Linked DNA regions of Mus musculus: region 1 is linked to region 2. Evidence: chromatin contacts called from public Hi-C data. All regions are on one chromosome and are shown on one strand. Each heading gives the region's core, a stretch centred on a gene start, on an enhancer-like site or on the middle of the called end of the contact. The rest is flanking DNA. Distances are from core to core; before and after follow the strand shown. Region 1 overlaps Fgfr1 (fibroblast growth factor receptor 1). Region 2 overlaps Gm31045 (a long non-coding RNA gene).

Region 1 (4,790 bases), core at 830-3,329, 110 kb after region 2:
GAGGGTCATCGAATGGACAAGCCCAGTAACTGTACCAATGAGCTGTAAGCATAGGCTAGAGGGGAAGGATGGGGGGTTAGTAGTCGGCACTGTTTGGATCCACCACTGGCAAGCTGGGTTGGATGTTGGGACAGCTTCCTCAGGTGATGGTGGCTTATTCGAGGTTCCTGAGGTCTCAAGCCTGGCTCTGAAGGAAGCAGGAGCATGGTGGGCAGGGGTTGAAAGGTCTCTTTGGGAGAAGTGGCCTCCCTGTCCATCCCTCCCCAAGCCCTCTGGTCCAGCTCTGCCCTGGTCCTTCCTCTCTCTCTAACCTCACCATCCTGCTTCAGGTACATGATGATGCGGGACTGCTGGCATGCAGTGCCCTCTCAGAGACCTACGTTCAAGCAGTTGGTGGAAGACCTGGACCGCATTGTGGCCTTGACCTCCAACCAGGTAGGGCTGTCCCCCGGGGTTGGAACTTGGGCCTCTGTCACATAGGCTCCTGGGAAGGTTTGGGTGCCACCCACCGATCCCTTTCTGTCACAGGAGTATCTGGACCTGTCCATACCGCTGGACCAGTACTCACCCAGCTTTCCCGACACACGGAGCTCCACCTGCTCCTCAGGGGAGGACTCTGTCTTCTCTCATGAGCCGTTACCTGAGGAGCCCTGTCTGCCTCGACACCCCACCCAGCTTGCCAACAGTGGACTCAAACGGCGCTGACTACCAACCCTGTCCCCAGTTTTCTCCCATTCCGTCGTCACCCGTGCCCCTCACCCACAATCCCCTTGTTGGACACACTGCCTTTCTCCTCCTCCTTTGCCGCTGGCAAGAGCCAGTGCCTGACTGAGGCCTTCCTGTGTTGTGGCCTTCCCCCTCCATCACCCCCAAGACCCCTCTTCTCCCTCTTCTTAGCCTGCTGTGTGAGAGAGGAGCCAAGAGGCAGGTGCTTGCCGACGGCCGCATCCTCCTTCCCAGGTGTTGGACCAAGACCCGCCCCGCTGCCTGGCACTGCTTGGAGGTGTGCAGAGCGGAAGCAAGTGGAGCATCCGGGGCATTCCTGTTGACCCATCAGCCCCTTCTGTTCTGGCGGCAGGGGCCTTGGGGCTCCTGGAAGCCGTGAGGTTTCTGTTTAGGCCTTAACCGAAGGCAACCTCTGCTCCAGATGGATGGTACCAGTAGCTTCTTAATTCCAATACTAATTTGCTTTGCTGACCAAATACCTGCCTGGTACCAGAAGACAGGGAGGCAGAGACTGGGAGCCGTGATGTGCCCTTGGGCTGAGCCCTAGACTTGGGGCTCTGTACATAGCTATGAAGAAAAACACAAAGTGTATAAATCTTGAGTATATATTTACATGTCTTTTTAAAAAGGGTCGTTACTAGAGATTTACCCATGGGGGAGACGCCCAGGGTAGCATCCGTTGCTATATATTAAAAACAAACGAACAGAAAGAAAAAAAAAAGGAAAATGTTTTTTAAAAGGTCATATATTTTTTTGCTACTTTTGCTGTTTTATTTTTTTAAATTATGTTTTAAACCTATTTTCAGTTTAGGTTTCCCTCAATAAAAAATTGCTGCTGCTTCATTTTTATCCTGGGCGTGTGAAAAGAGAGCAGGTGTCCAGCGCAGAGGAGGGAGACAGGGGGTAAAGGGCCATGAGCTGGTCTTCCCCCTGCCCCCCATGACCTCTGTCTCCTGGATTGTGCCCCAGACCTCCCAGCCAAGCCTTCTATCTCCCGATGCATTGGGAACAGCAGGAGAAGACTGAGGTCCTGAGGGCAGAGAGCCAAGCTCGCACACTTGATTGTTTCCTCGGAGGAGAGAGTGAGAGGATGAGGTTAGCCAGAGGGTAGAACTGGACAGAAACCCAAACCCTAGACCCTGTACATTCAGATGTCTTGTCTATCTTCCCCAACCTACTCCTCATATTCCTCTCCTGTAAATATCCTCCCCTTCCCTGTTGGTCTCTGTTACCCAGTTGGGTCTGTCCCTGAGCTTGGCTTCCTATAGTTTTTCCTTCACAAACTCCACCCATCCCTCAGGAAACAGAAAACGATCTCTTTGGTTGGGGTCAACTTGGCAACTCAATTCTGCCACCTGCTGGTTGCTTTGGTACCTTGGTCTCTTATTCAAACCCACACCACTCAAGCCTTAGAGGGTTTGTTTTTGTTTTTTGTTTGTTTGTTTGGTTGGTTGGTTGGTCTTTTTTTTCTGGGTCTGCTGAATACAAACCTGTTCAGTATGATTTCATCTGTAGGGGTTAGGGCTGCTTCTTTAAATGCAGTTTTGGCAGCTGTGGTTTGGGTCATTGTCATAAGAGTTCTTATCGTTGTTTCTCTCTGTACACATGTAACTGTCAAAATATTATGAATGGTTTTTATGCTGAAAGAAGACATCATTTGGCAAAGAGGGCTAGGGAATGAATTTAGCACAAACTCATTTTCTTGGAGACCGTGTATCATAGTGGTTTTTTTTTTTTTTCTTTCTCTTGTTAAAACTGAACATTATTTCTGCCTCAGGTCTACTTGACTCACTGCTGTGTGGATGGAAGGAGAACACAGAAAGGGCTTAGTGTGACTCAAGGAGAGGAGCTAGGAACTGGAAGGAACTGAAGTCCCCTCTGTTACTATTCAGATTGCCCGCAGACGGCCCCTGGGACAGGGGTGGCTATCAAATAGAAAGTAGTGACATTGACATGAAGGGAAATGAAATGGCTATTTCACTTAGAGGACCAGATTAGGTCTCGTGGGAGGGGGAACCCAGCTTACAGAATGAAGATGTTACTGTCAGAGCACAGCATCTGTCTGGTTTCCTGGGGGTTAAAATATGGCCCAGGCATCAATCAATACTGCTTCCCCATCTTTTCTAATTGCCATAGGCTAAAGGCCATCAGTCCCCTGGCTCTGTTAATGTAATGTATCGATTTCAGGTAAGTAAGATTGAACATAGATGAAGTAAGAAATCGGCCTTAATGGTAATGAACTCTGTTTATCAACTGCCACTGGGTGGAGCCAGCAAGCTAAAATATCCTCCTACACACAGACAGTGTTAGGTTATACTGTCAGAGCCACTGTCCTCTGAAGTAACAGACCTACCTGCAAGCGGGAACTTTTGGCCTGGATATAGCATTGTCAGACTCTGGACATGACCAATATGTCTTGTACAGAATTGGACATGGCACAAGTGCAGGGCCATACTATTAAGTAGCAGCAACAACTATTACAATTCTGTGTAGAATGTGTGCTGTGTCTAATGTCGCTACAGGCGCATGTTAGAGCTTAAAACTGTACCCAATGAGCTTGTTAGCAGCTGTTAGCAGCTGGTAGAGCTTGGTTCCACCACATATGCAGGAAATAGCTGGGAGGGAGAATGGAGGGCTTTGAAGCAACATGGCATGTAGAAACCAAGAAGGGAGTAGACCAGCAAGAACCCTGAAGTTGGCTGGTCCTGGTAGTGAATGCCTGTAATCCCAGACTCAGAAGGCAGAGACCGGTAGATCTTGAGTTCAGGGACAACTTGGTCTACATCGTGAGTTCAGGGCCTGCTGAAGATGCACAGTGAGACTCTTGTCTAAAAGGAAATTAAACGAACCAGAACACACTGAAGTTATGAAGGACTCTGGAACTGGTTCCCTCTTGTTTGACACACAGCAGCATTCAGAATCTTTACTGCCTGCTGGGTACGTGCATGTCCTGGTGCACAGAAGCAATGCATTCAATTGCCGTGCTGTCGGAGGTTCCAGTGGTGTGCTGAAACTGGCTCTCTAAAGGAAAGTATGTGTGTCAGCCTGGGGTTATGGCCTAGTAACCCAAATTTTGAAAACAAAAGGTGATGGTCTTTAATCCTGAACTCAGGGGGCAGAAGCCAGTGGATCTCTTAAATTCAAGGCCAGCCTGGTCTATATATTGAGTTCTAGGTCAACCAAGATTGCATGGTGATACCCTGTCTCCAAAAAAGTAAAATGGGGGATGGGAGTGGGGTGGGTCGGGGCACAGGTGGAGTCCTCAATGGCCAGACTCCATGACTTAACTACTTCCATTTGCTCATTGAGAAGGCCAGAAGGAATCCACGTGCATCAGGGAGATGAGAGGATTAAGCCAGTTAAGTAGCTAATCCCTTTCCCATATTACACATCTATAGTATGCACTAAGTTTAAAAACCCACCACTTCCAGACGGAAGTTGTATTGTGAGATACCTTAGATTAGAGCAATGGCAGCTTCCCAGAGTGGTGTATGAACACAGCCTACAGAAGTCAGTTGATTAGCACACTGGGTGGGACTGGTCCTCCATGACTAGGGAGCATTTTGAGGAGGTACATGCTCTGGGCTGGGGTGTAGTCCAGTTGCTTGAATGATGATTAAGGAGTTCATTGGCTATGTGGTAGTGGCACACACCTATAATCCCAGCACTCCTGAGTTCAAGGCCTGGGAAGTGGGTGGAGATGTCTGTGTCTTGTTTGTTTCGAGATAGGGTCTCACTGTGTAGCTCTGGCTGTCCTGGAACTCACTCTGTAGACCAGCCTGGACTCCCAACTCACAAAGAGCCACCGGCCTCTCCTTCCAGAGTGCTTGAATTAAAGGTACGTGCCACCACGGTCTGGCATATAAGTGTTTTGTTTATATATGTGTGTGTGTGTGTGTGCACCATGAATGGTACCTGTGAAGTTCAGAAGAGGTTGCTGGATTCTGTAGAACTGGAGTTAGAAATTGGTCGTGGCGACCATGTGGGTGCTGGGAACCAGACACTGACCCTCTGCAGGATTTAGTGGTCTTCTGACGGGACAGTCCCTCCAGCATCACTATCTG
Region 2 (4,853 bases), core at 1,079-3,578:
GGTTGACAGAGCAAGTTCCAGGCTAGCCAGGGTTACATGGAGAAACTCTTGTCTTGAAACACACACACACACACACACACACACACACACACACACACCTCATAAGGGTTTTATGACAATTAATTAAAGCAGCATTGTAGTAGACAATAAATTAGCATACAACCGAATTAAACATTGTGTTAAACTTCCATATGTCAAGTTTATCTGGAGCAGAGGTGCAGCTCACACCTCCCAAGGGTTAGGGACAACCCTGCCTAGGTTCCGTCCCTAGCGCTGCAAAAACCAACAGCAGAAAAAAAAAAAAAAAAAAAAAAAAAAAAACGATCTTGCAGTTCTGGATCTTGGCCAGGGCTGGTATGTCTGAGCAAGGAATTGGCCTTCTTCCACATCCATGCATATTTAAATAGAGTAGTTCTGCTCGTTACTGTAGCGTGTCTGTAAAAAGAGCTCACAGCAAGAGGGACTTGTGGATAAACTCCTTCACACATCCACTGAGAGCTCAACACAATCCATCAGGATCAGCCTCGTCTTCCAACGTCCTGCAGACACGAAGCTTCTCCACTCGAGGGGCTGGGAGCCCCAGGGTGTTGATGGAAGCAGGGTGAGGCTTGCCGAGCCTGCCAGGCAATACTCAGCCTTGAACCCAAGTCAGCAGCCGACACAGTTGCAGGGAAGCTTTGACTGGAGGTCCCCCAAAGAAAGGGTCCCGCTGAGGGTGGATGGCTCCTTCTCCATTCCAACTCTGCAGTGGGAACCAAAGTTCATTGAAGATAATGTTCTCCAACAAGTAGAAGGAAGGAAAAAAAGTGGCCAAAGCCTACCAAGCTCAAAATTTTAGAGCTGAAAGGCATTTCAATCCTGAGCTCAAAGCAGCTAGTATGTGCATGCCTGTGTTTCTAGGCATAAATCATGGGGAAGGTATCAGAGAAGAGGAGAGTCCCATGGAGCATCACCTAGCCAGGATTCCTGAGTAGATAGCCCACTCCTGCTCCCAGGACAGCACTCAGCCTAGTGCTATGCAGTCTGGAGAAGGGACTCATCTAGGACTCTGTTGCTGTAGTCAGGGAGGACCTAGAGCAAACCCCTCCCACTTCCCAACCGAAGGCAGCACATGTCTTTGGCATCTTTCCCTACTGTTTCTTGGGTACCACTTTGTGTCCCAAGGCCTGGTCACAATACAGGTTTTATCTGCTCCTGTAACCACATCTTCTGAAAGGACAGAGAGGGGTCTGTGGGCATTGGATAGCCAAAGGGACCAGGCTCAAGTGGGTAATGTTAGTGGGGCTACAGGGCTATTAGGTTGAGATGAGCTAAGAATGGGACTCAGTGGTATACAACAGCACTCACCTAGCTAGTATGTCATATGCTCCAGTACTGAAGAGAGGCACACTGGGGGTGGTGGGGAGTTGGGGGTGTGGGGATTGGAGAAATAGACAAAGCTTGAAGCACCTGACCACAACTGACTATTCCCTCCCTCGATCTTCTCTGCTCCCATCTTTTATTTGTGACATCCCGTGAGAGAGGCGAAAAGCAGGTCCGAGGCAGCATCAGGACTTTCTCACCTTCAGATTGAACCACAACAGAAGCCATGTGCCAGCCAAGATACCTGGTTGCTTGGAGTCCCATCTTCTGCCTGCTGTTCTTTGAGCCTATATCGCTCACTCTGCGGTAGGTCCATGTGGGAGCTGAGGCCCATAAGGCTGTCCATCATACGGAGACATATAATACCGTCGCTTCTCTGATCGTCAGGAAGAGAGAGCTGGTCTTGCTCAGTACCAAGACAGTGTCCAAGAAGCATCTGTCTGGACTACTAGGAAGAGAGGGGGCCCTCAGAGACCATCTTCCATCCAGTTATCCACCCTCAACATGTGTGGCCCACCCTCGGTCCCCCTCATCTTGTGAAAGGTACCACTCAAAGGGCATGAATAGTGGAGACTTGCCAATCATGGACCCTGGGAAGCTGGGCCAGAGGTATCCAGGCCAGGGAGGGATGAGACCCTGTGGGGAAAGAACTCATGAAGAGCTAAGAAGTTTCTTAGAAACAAAAGCCTCTTTGGCTGGCCAGGGACTGTTGGATTGCTTGCTGAGCTCCCAAACCAGCCAGTGGGGGGAACAAGGTAGGGAAACGGTTGAGCCATAAACACAAGACAAAGAACAGGCAGTTCCAAGGAGCCAAGAATGCAAATCATTTGCAGGCCTCCGAGAGACTCTCAACCAAGGACCCCAGTGGGAGGTGGGATTGCCTACCGCTGCTGCAGAGGCCCTCTGTGCACATCAACTGCAGTTGAGTGTGAGCCTGCCTATGAGGGTCCCTGCTGAGTCACCCTCTGTGTGTACTGATGGCTCAGCGGTGAGTCACCGAGTGTGTGTCAGAGTCTGCTGGTGTATGTGTATGCTCCAGCGCAAAAGTATCTGAGGTTTGCCCGTGGGAGAGTGATGGTGTACTGTGAATGAGAATCAGGGAGCCAGGCAGAGTGGAGCGCAGGGGGGAGGCTGTGTTTAAAGGGCACCACACTTCATTCACGCTGTATATCACACACCACATTTCTGAACACAGTCCAGCGGGAGCCATCTGTCCCTTCTTCCTGCGGAACACTTCCCCTCCCCCACCCCCTGTGGAGCAGCAGCGCGGAATTCTTCAGGCAGCGGGAGGAGAGGACTTCTGAAATCCGTCAACCCGGACCCCCTTGCATTTTGCAGAGGGGACCATAGCCAAACACCACCGCTGCGGCCTAGGACAGCGAGGTGCAACTGAGGCTGGCACGGCATCCTCGATCGGTGTCTGAGTATACAGTGGGTCCTTTCTCCTTTCCCAGAAGGAATGAGATGACGTTGCATCTTTCAACTAAAATGCACTCAGAGCAGCCCCGTGCAAAAGGGGCTTGTCTTAATGGCTGGAATGGTTAAATAACCTAGAAGGCAGCAAGCACTGTACCAGACAGCCCTAGACCTAGATTCACTTGACTCCTTGACTCCTTTCCCTCCTCCCTGCCCCACCTCCCCCCTCCCCTTCTTGCCCCACCCAGATCAGAAGTCTCTCCCTGCACCAGCCAGGCCTTTTGGCAGCCCTGACCTACATGATTCAGAATTTGCTTCTGGGACACCACAGAAGTGTCACCTTCACGGGATTGCTGATGTTTTCCTTCCCTTAGCCATCAGCTTGGTGGCCACGTTGTCCTCACGGCTCAGTTTCCACGAAAAGGAATGGATAAAATAGGGGGTTGACTTTAGCAGTTCAAGAAAAATGGCTAAGTGAGGGTGAAGAGCTTGAACCTATTAACTCTTTTTTTAAAAGATTTATTTATGTTTTTATTATATGTAAGTACACTGTAGCTGTCTTCAGACACACCAGAAGAGGGAGTCAGATCTCGTTACAGATGGTTGTGAGCCACCATGTGGTTGCCGGAATTTGAACTCAGGACCTTCAGAAGAGCAATCAGGTGCTCTTACCTGTTGAGCCATCTCACCAGCCCCAAACCTATTAACTCTGAAGATCAGGTCTGAGGTTGGGTATGAGTTTTAATTGTCACATCCACTGATTCCCATATGGCTCAGAGTTGACCCAAACTTCAAAGAGGGGCTTCTGGCAATGGGTTAATTGTTCCTATTCCATATTAACTAAGCAGGTACTATGTCTACAGCACTGCTGAGACCATTCAGTAGTCTCATACCTTTCTCTGTATCCCTGGGGAGCAGAGGTTTATTATCTCATTTATCTAGAGACTTCAAAGGCCCTACACTCCAATAACATTTTGTCATTGATGATGGAATCTACTAAGATGCTCTGGGCATCAGGAGAAAAGAGAAAGGGAAGGACATCGCTGTCAGAACTGGTCTGGAGCTGGGCTCCTCTTATATCTCAGTCAATCCCATATTCAAGAGAACTCTGGTTAAAAACAAAAAACAAAACAAAACAAAACCAAAAAAAAAAACATGCCATAGAGAGGGGTCAGGAAGATGTCACGTGTAGCTGGCAGACTATTGATACAAGAGATGTTGACATCGGAAGAGTCCCTTGGGTATAGCACATGAACAGAGTAGAGCCACCAAAGGTTTCCTTGAACATAAACAAATATATTTACAAACTTGTTTATTTGGGGGTTATATACAATAAGTATTTTTAAAAAGCTATAAGCTACCTGGAAAACTTATTAATTAATTAGAGAAATATCATGGTATGCCCACAAATCGAAGACAGTATCTATAAATAGTGACCCCCAAAATGGTAATTACTAGCTTTAAAAGAAAATTTAAGCCCTGGGTATGGTGGCATACACCTTTATTCCCAGCACTCAGAAGGCAGAGGCAGACAGATTTTTGTGAGTTCCCAGCTGAGCTGGGCTACATAATGAGACTCACTCTCTCTCTCAAAAAAAATCAATATAAAATATAATAGTATTTTGTATTAAAAAAATTAAAAGGGGTAGCCTATATTTTAAAATCTGGAAAAACATGTCCACGGGAAAGTGTGGGTGGAAATACATGAATTTAGTTACTGCTCACTGCAAAAAAAGTAGAATTGGACTAGAAAAAAAAAAACAATTTTTTAGTCATCTATGTTGACTGATAAGAATGTTTTTTTACAAATTCAATAAAGTTAAAATGTATCACAAAAAGAAAGAGGACGAAAACAAAAACCAAGCTCATAGATGCTTCCTGGCTGCCCTCAACACAGGCACTGGCTCCCTTGTGAAATGTCTGTTATGACATTTGGAGAACTGGCAGCCATCACAAGAGAGAACATGGCACATTTGGCCTCTGCTGCAACATCCGGAACAAAGCAAGGACTGGGGCTGTCAGCTCAAAGACAAATCGTGATTTGCATAAACATGTGACAAAAAATTATTCAGTGA

The links. Hi-C and Micro-C count contacts between places; a contact is called where the count stands out from the background.
Region 1: a Hi-C map of uterus shows a contact between it and region 2, with 3 times the contacts expected there. The contact joins two enhancer-like sites. A contact is called at or near these places in 16 of 484 Hi-C or Micro-C datasets (the C2C12 cell line, the HL-1 cell line, the N1E-115 cell line and 10 more), 5 of 115 datasets of contacts at active chromatin or transcription factors (astrocytes, bone marrow-derived macrophages, embryonic stem cells and 1 more) and 3 of 9 other capture datasets (adipose tissue, liver and pancreatic islet).

Annotation. Positions count from the first base shown.
Region 1 is chr8:25,573,217-25,578,006 of GRCm38.p6, forward strand. Fgfr1 (fibroblast growth factor receptor 1) reads left to right here. Exons shown (of 18, transcript NM_010206.3): 16 at 1-44; 17 at 330-435; 18 at 529-2,502. The coding sequence ends at 705. Among named protein-coding and RNA genes, the nearest start is that of Gm16159, 20 kb to the left of the region's middle. Within about 2 kb of position 2,080, at least 52 of the 459 cell types and tissues checked have an H3K27ac peak or open chromatin away from gene starts, as enhancers often do. A contact at or near this core is called in bone marrow-derived macrophages, neural progenitor cells and uterus, where this site is marked.
Region 2 is chr8:25,463,348-25,468,200 of GRCm38.p6, forward strand. Gm31045 (a long non-coding RNA gene) reads right to left here. Exons shown (of 4, transcript XR_378820.2): 3 at 1,563-1,810; 4 at 322-742. Among named protein-coding and RNA genes, the nearest start is that of Gm30978, 12 kb to the left of the region's middle. Within about 2 kb of position 2,329, at least 250 of the 459 cell types and tissues checked have an H3K27ac peak or open chromatin away from gene starts, as enhancers often do. A contact at or near this core is called in bone marrow-derived macrophages, neural progenitor cells and uterus, where this site is marked.